Linked DNA regions of Rattus norvegicus: region 1 is linked to region 2. The links are chromatin contacts, called in public HiChIP or PLAC-seq maps. All regions are on one chromosome and are shown on one strand. The core of a region is the stretch at or near the end of the contact, and the rest is flanking DNA. Distances in the headings are between cores, read along the strand shown. Region 1 holds the start of Katnal1 (katanin catalytic subunit A1 like 1). Region 2 holds the start of Hmgb1 (high mobility group box 1).

Region 1 (3,901 bases), core at 803-3,302, 130 kb after region 2:
AGCAAAGAGAACTTGGGCTGGGAGATGGAAAATAGTGCATACAGAGAGGGAGAGGACAGGAGAGACAGCACTGCAGAAATACTGAGCAGCAGCAAGCCGAGGCTCCTGCCAGAGAGACAGGAGTTGGTGGATGAGAATGCCACGCTGGGGGAGGGGACAAAGGACTTTTAAGAGGAAAGCTTTCTAATTCTAGGCGTGTGTGTGAGTGAGCATTTTTTTTTTTAATTAAAAAACCCACCTTCTCCAGACCTTTAGAAAAAGGTGTGCTTTGCACACAAGCAAAGAAATGGGGTTGATTTCAGAGGGAGAGGGGAGGAGGCAGAGTAGCAGGGAAGATGTGAGGAAGTCTTGCATGCTCAGAGCAAGGACTCTGAGCTAGGGGTGACCCTGACTCGGTGTACCCCATGGGCAGTACAGTGTTAGAGAGGACTAGGGGAGGTGGGCACAAGGCTTGAACTTGCAAGATCTCTGTGATGGGGTGACTCTGACAACAGAGCTTGCTTTTCCAACTTTCTTTTCTCTGCCCCCCCCCCACCTTTTGAGACAGTCTCACTCCCCACCCCCCACCCCACCGGGGCTGGGGACCGAGCCCAGGGCCTTGCGTTTGCTAGGCAAGCGCTCTACCACTGAGGTAAATCCCCAACCCCGAGACAGTCTCACTTTATAGCCCAGGTTGGCCTCCCGTGTTCTGAGATTACAAGTGTGAGTCACTACCCCGATCCATCATAATTTACCTGTTCTTTTCTTCTACAGGGTCTGGCACATCCCAAGCTGACCTTTATGCTTTATGTAACTCAGGTTGGTCCTGAATACTTAATCCTCCTGCTTGCATTCTCCTGAATGCTGGGTTACAGAGGTTTATGTGGTGCAGGGGCTTTAAACAAAGGAGTGACACCCTTAGTCCTAACCTAGTTCTTTTCTTTCTTTTGTATTTTTGTTTGTTTTCAAAATAGGGTTTCTTTGTGTAACAAGCACTGGCTGTCCTGGACTCAATTTGTAGACCAGGCTGGCCTCTGCCTCCTGGGTGCCAGGATTAAAGGCACTAGATACTGTGCCCTGCCTGCCCTAATTTCTTAAGAGGTAATTATGAGAAAATATTAAGGACAGTAATTCACTTCTTCTTTTTTATTGATTTATTTTCCTAAGGCATTACATCCCTTTTGAGGTAAATTTATATACAATAAAATGTACAAACCATAACTGTTCTATTCCATGAGTTCTGACAGTTACAGACATTTCCCTGACCTAAACCTTTTAAATCGGTACAGGACAACTGCCCACCTCGGCCAACCCACCTTCAACTGCTAGCCAAATATTTGGACTTTTATCACTACTGGATTAACTAGTATCTGAAAGCTACTGTGTGGGCTGCCAGACTTCTATACCGTTTCATCATCACAAACGTTTCTCTCAGGAACACAGGGATATAGTAGCTCCATTTTGCAGGCTAAAACGTCAGAGCAGGTTAGGTAAGGTGCCTCGAGTCATCGGCTACTGACCAGTTAGCCAGGGCGCTGTGTTAGAAATTTAGGTCGTTAATCCCGGCCTACACTACACTGAGGAACCTGGAGAGTGTGCAAACGTGTGCCTAAGTCACATTATAGCTTCGAATTCAATGGGTGGGGATCAGTGCCATTTACGAGTTCCAAAGAGTCCGGAATCTTCCTGTAGGCAGCGTGCACACGCCATCTTATGCAATGGCTCGGTCTCTACTCCCAAGAGGATGGCAGGAGGGGGCTGGCCAGAGGCCTTCAGTCTACAGAGATGGCTCAGCAAAGGTCGCCTCCTTAGAAGCAGCGCTCTGCCGCTGCACACGTCCCGCCCGGATGCGGCAGGTGCTGCACGCCCCACCTAGGGTCTTGGGTTCCTTCCTCATCGTGTCCGGTGAGGGCTCCGAGCTCGCCACACTCGTCCCTGCGCATCCTTCCTCACAGCCCCGCTTCCCAGCGCTGACTCAGCCCCACGCCCTCTCCGCAGCGCTGCCGCAGCTGCCATGGCAACCGTGCGCCACCGCCTCTCCGCGCCAGCCACGAACTAACGGACTCCGGGCGGCGGCTAGCGGCGCCCCGCCTCGTCCCTCCCCGCTCCTTGACAGCCCTGACCTGCAAGATCTAAGTGGTGAGCCCGAGGGGCCGGGCGTGACTGGGAGAGCCGGGTTGCGGAGCCCCGGAGGGGAGCCTCTCTCCGCAATCCCTCGGCCACCAACACCAGGCCGCTCCCGGGTAGAAGCCGGAGCGTCCAGCGGACAGTAGCACCAGTCGCAGGGTATCATGGGCCTTGTAGTTCGGTGGCTCTTCAGGCTCACCGCCTTATTTGGATGATTCGGGCCGAGAACTACAAAGCCCAGGGGTCCGGAGCGCGGCGACAGACTGATTAATTGGGAGCTGCTCAAATGGTGTTAAAGTGGCTCTTTGTCTGCAGGGAGTTCCGGGGTAGTCGCTGAATTGGGCGGTGTGCATCGGGCGGGGATAGCGCAGGTGAGCCTCAGTGCTGCGCTCCGGCCCCCGCAGCCGCCGCACTCGCGGCCCCGCCCCATCGCCACCGCGCGGGGCCTGGGCTTCTTAGGGTGCTGCCTCTCGGTGCAGAACCGTATGTATGGCGCAAGGTCGATGCGAGACCCGACAAAGCAGACCCGACAAAGTCGTCATTAAAAAGGCCTTTGCCTCCCCCCCCACCGTGAATTTCTAGGTATTTCTGCTTATTTTTCAAGTACCTCAGAGCTGTTGGCATATTAAACCCATTCATTAGCGTGTGTTCAGAGGACAGTAATATTTAAAAGGACAAATGTGAAAGCTGATGAAAGATATATTGCTGTTATTTGGTGGTGTCTTGAATATATATATATATATATATAAATATATATATATATATATAATTTTACATTTTAGCTATTAAGGTTCAATGTCATGGAGTAATGCCTCCTCCCACCCCCAACCCCCTGTTCCATCTCCATTCCCTACTTACCAGCCTGAATGTTGCCCACACGTATTTTGGTTCTACTTTAAAGACCAGTAAGGCTTTAAATGGTTAGTTTTTGCCTTTTTCTGGAGAGCTGTCTTTAGCATTTGTTTCTTTCTTCCCCAAGTACTTGCTAGAACTCACATGTGAAGCTGATGGGTCTGGAGTATTTTGGGGAGGTCTTAAATCACAAACTCTGTTTCATTGACTGATGAGATTTCTTAGTGGGTTTTGATATGCTGTGATCTCACACCCTTGTCTATTTCATTAAGTTTGCTTGACCTTTCCCTCTCTTTGAAGTTTCTATTGCTAGATCTCCTTCATTTCTGATTTGGGAAACATTTCTTCTCTTTTCCTAGCCAGCTTTACTAGAAATTTATTAATTTTATTGAACTTTCTGATGAATCTCCTTTTGACTATGTTGAAGTGTTTCGATTTCCTTTTCTATTTTTTTAAAATTTGACTGATTTATTCACATTTTATTTTGTTTTAGAGACACGGCTTCACTGTGTAGTTTTGGCAAGCTAGAACTCACTATGCAGACCAGGGTGTCCTAGAACTCAGAGATCTGCCTCCCTGTCTCAGAATGCGGGGATTAGGCAGGACTTAGGCATGACTCAGGTCGATTTCCTCTCTTTAGTATGTGTAGTGAGAACTTTGGTTTTTTTAACATGTAATTTACATAGAAATCTTGTAAGAATTGTTTTCATTTTAATCCCAGGTATGGGATATATGGGCTGCTTCAGATTGTCCATAGCAGTTGGCTATGATTTGCCTCATGCTCTACCAGGGATATGACTTTTGCCAACAGGCAGATAGTTTCTGTGACTGTAATGTTTGGAATTCTGGGGACTTCTCAGAGGGTATATAAATGCTATGGCTCCAAGAGGTGGGGTTGGTTGTTGATCACCAGTCATTAAGTAGTTATGCCTATGCAGAGAAG
Region 2 (4,089 bases), core at 978-3,477:
TTATAAAGAACTAACAATATACAACAGGGCTGAAGTTATGTAATCACATAAAGTACAAATGTAGTGGGACAGGTTAAGTATATGTAAAGATAACAATTTAAATGTCAACATGTATTTTAAAATATTGGAAGTGCACAACACATGTTTTATATAGTTCTTAATAATAGAGTGGGTCTCTGTTTGGGGGGGGGTCTCCTTATGTAGTTCAGGCCTGGAACTCAGTGTGTACACCAGGCTGGTCTAGAACCCACAGAGATCTTCCTCCTGCATGTGGGGTCTAAAGGCCTCCTGCATGTGGGGTCTAAAGGCATTAGCCATTCATCTTCGTTAGGGTTTCTATTTCTGTGACAAAGACACCATGACCAGAAAACAAATTGGGGAAGAAAGGGTTTATTTGGCTTATACTTCCAGATCATAGTCCAACGATGGAGGAAGACAGCACAGGAACTCAAGCAGGGCTGGAACCCGAAGGCAGGAGCTGATGCAGACAGAGGCTGTGGACTTACTCATTTGCTTCCCATGGCTTACTAAGTCTGCTTTCTGATAGAACCCAGGACCACCAGCCCAGAAATCTCCCACCATGGATTGAGCCCATGAGTGTCCCCACTGATCACTAAGTGAGAAAATGCCTTACAGCTGGATCTCATGAAGGCATTTTCTCAACTGAGGCTCCTTCCTCTCTGATGACTCTAACGTGGGTCAAACTGACACACAAAACCAGCCAGTACACCAGTGTGTGTGTGTGTGTGTGTGTGTGTGTGTATACATGCCTTTGCATGTGTGTTTGGTGTACTGTTCAGTCACACCAATGATAGTCGCTAGACCAAGAGTGTATTGTTAAAAAATGGCAATGGACCTTAAAGTCACTAGTCAGAAAAGATTATCCGAGCCTATTCCCAGTAAGGACAGTAAAATCAAGCAAATCCATTAAATAATAAAACCCTAGAAGTGCTATAGAAATCTAACCCAATATCTATGACTTGAATGTTTTGACTTGGATTAAGTGCATTTTGGAGGAATTCTTTGTTTATCTGAGAAGTGTCTAAGAGTCAGAATAAAAAGGGGGGGCACATTTGTTTTTAACTGAAGAGAGGTGCTCTGCCCCCCCCAGAAAGATATTAGATCCATCAAGGATTAGTGCAAGCCTGTGGCCTTTAAAACTGGCCTGGCTATTTTCTCTGCAGACTTAAGTGTGAGCAGCCAGCTTGGTGAGTGGGAGAAAGTACAGTCCTCTATGGCATCTAATCCTTCAGGTAACAGTAGCCCTAAACGGCTGGTAATCCTAGAGCAGGTACATGTATGCACTAAGTGGTGCGATCGGGGTGAAGATAGCCATCACAAAGATTCATTTGATTCCAACAGTAATCCACACCGAGTCACAGAAAACAGCCTGTGTGTGTGTATGTGTGTGGACGGGGGTGGGGGGACGAGGTCTTTAACGAATTTGCTAATTCTAGTTGGGCCCGCCCAAACATTTCCTGAGAGCAGCCAGTATCAAACCCCAGTGGCTGTGCATTAATTCCCCGGAATAAGGCTTTGGTGTCCGGGAAGTTCAAAACAATGCTTTGTGTTTGACCAAAAGAAAAAAGAGTTGGAGAAGTACTGGGAAACTGGAGCAAAACCAGAAAAAAGGGGTGCAACTGGACGCCTGCTGGTGGGAGCAGCCTAGGCCTCTGGGCAGGGTGGGCACGTTAGGCGGGAGCCCAGGTGAGGGGTGTCTTGTGGTGGGCTGCAACAGCATAGCCGTCCCGGGGCCCACAGAGGCCCCCGCGTTTGGGCCGCAGGCCCCGGAGCAGCCGCCCCACTCCCGGACGCATCCCCAAGCACGGGCCGCGAATCTCAACGGCTCCGGGCCGGAGCGTGGAGCGGGAGGGGGGGCGGGCCTGCGGGAGCCGCTCGGGCCTGAGGACGCCGCGGTGGCTGTGGCAGAGCTGGGCCCTGACCGCGCGCGCCGCGGCTCGGGCGTGGGGCTGGCTCGGGGCAGACGCAGGCACACAGACACCATAGAGCTCCGCTTTCCCGTAGCAGCTGCTGCCTCTGCAGCTGCCTCTCCCGCCTCAGCCTCTCGGCCCGGCACACACTCACACATTCAGATTTGCGCGCTGTTTCAATCCTCGGTGACGTGTCCTCGCAGACAGCCAATGGCGCACGGGCTCTGGTCAGGACAATGGGAGGGAACGGGCCAATGAGCGAGCCCCGTGAGTTGGCGGTAGCCAATAGGAGGCGCGCTGGCTGGAGAGTAATGTTACAGAGCGGAGAGAGTGAGGAGGCTGCGTCTGGCTCCCGCTCTCACAGCCATTGCAGTACATTGAGCTCCATAGAGACAGCGCCGGGGCAAGCGAGAGCCGGACGGGCACTGGGCGACTCTGTGCCTCGCGGAGGGTAAGTGTGGGGCGGCGCAGCGGCGGGGAAAGCGCCTCAGGCAGCCTCGTAGCCCGCGCGGCGACCGGATCCCCGCGGCCCGAAGCCGGCGGGTCAGGCTCCACACAAAGGCAAATGAGGGGGGACCGTGGGGGGAACTGCGCACGGAGCGAGGCTCCGCCGGGCGCCGCGAACGCTGCCCCGAACCGAGCCGCGGGCCTCAGGCGGCCGCCACTTCACACCCGCAGCGCCCTCCGCGCCTCACTGGCGCAAAAAAATTTTTTTTGTGTGTGTTCCGGATTATTTTTAAAAAAAATTTTTTTAAACGTGTTTGTGGCCCCCGGGGCCGAGCGTTTCGGGCAGGCGGCGTGCGCGGAGCGGGCAGCGGCGGCGCTTCCCGGCTGCATGGGCGGCCGCGGCGGGGAGCGCGGGGCGGCGGGCGGGGCGCCGCTGCGGGCGAGGGCGGCGCGGGTGGGCCGGGGGCGGCCGTGCGGGGCGGCTCGGGCCGGGCGAGGCGGCGGGCGAGCGGGCGGCAGTGGGGGGAGCGGCGCCGCTGCTCTCGCTGGAACATGGCTGACTCGGCCCGGCGCTGCTGGCTGTAGAGAAAACAAGGCGGGCGTGCGGGCGGGGGAAGCTGGGCGCAGCAGTTCTGAGGCAACTTTTTTTTTCCCCCCCTCTCCTCTCGCTCCCCTCTCTCCTCTCTTCACAGCCCCGCGTTCTCCGTGCGGGGGCGGCGGGGCGCGCGGAGGGAGACGGCGCGGGGGCCGCGGGGGGAGGGGAGCCGCGCGCCCCCGCCCCTCCCCCGCCGCCATGGCGAGTGCGCCAGCGCCCCGCCCGCCGCGCGCCTCAGTCTCCTCACACACTCACATACACACACACACATACACACACTCACACGCGCGCACACACAAAGGGAAGGAGCCATATTCTCGCCGCGCTCGCCCTCGCGGCGGCGGCGGCGGCGGCGGCGCAGGCGGGGAAGACGCGCAGCGGCCATTCCGTGCGCCGGCCCTGGCGGCCGCGGGCGGAGCCAGCCCCCATTTCGAGCGGGGCTTCTTGCGCCGCGGCCGACAAAATGGGGGCGGCGGCGCGAGCCTGCGGCCTTCCGGGCGCACGTGGCGGCCTCGGGCCCGCCCGGAGCCGCAGCCCCCCTCTACCTCAGGCCAAGTTCGGAGGGCGGGGAATCCTCCCCGCGCGCGCCAGGGTACCCCAACTTTTCACGGGCCCTGTTGGAAAAAAAAAGCCCGACACCCCCGTGGTGGCGGAGGGGGGGGCGGCGGCAGGAGTGGCTTTTGTCCCTCATCCTTGTTTACTCGGAGAAACTTCAGACCGGACGTGTTTAGTCAGAGCAGAAACGCATCTCGGGGCCAAAGCGATAGGAAACGGGCGGCCTCTCCCGGCCCTGTCCCAGCGCCGCCTCCGCCCTCCCGAGCAAAGTTTGATGCGAAGACCGGGTGTTCCTAAAGCTGGGTAAACTTTAGGTGCACGAGGGGGATTTATTGTTTTGCTTTTCATCCCCTCCCCCTGCTTTTCTAGGCCTGTAATTCTCTTAAGGTCTACTGGATCATTCCTTGTACACCGCAAAACTCACTAATGGAAAGGGTGGGTTTTTTCTTTTTTTTTTTAAATGTTTGTGTTTTGCTGGTTTAAATTTTTTTTAAAGATTTGGACATAGTTTAAACTACCAGTTAGGAGTCATTCAGAACAGACTGGACAGATAGCCAATGC

What was found. HiChIP or PLAC-seq counts read pairs in DNA pulled down with a chosen protein or histone mark.
Region 1: an H3K27ac HiChIP or PLAC-seq map of oligodendrocytes shows a contact between it and region 2, with 4 times the contacts expected there. The contact joins the promoter of Katnal1 here to the promoter of Hmgb1 in region 2. A contact is called at or near these places in 3 of 12 Hi-C or Micro-C datasets (Schwann cells, frontal cortex and liver) and 1 of 1 datasets of contacts at active chromatin or transcription factors (oligodendrocytes).

What each region holds. Positions count from the first base shown.
Region 1 is chr12:11,137,101-11,141,001 of GRCr8, forward strand. Katnal1 (katanin catalytic subunit A1 like 1) reads left to right here and starts at 2,053. Exons shown (of 11, transcript NM_001006956.1): 1 at 2,053-2,118.
Region 2 is chr12:11,007,009-11,011,097 of GRCr8, forward strand. It overlaps Hmgb1 (high mobility group box 1), which reads left to right and starts at 2,228. Exons shown (of 5, transcript NM_012963.3): 1 at 2,228-2,382.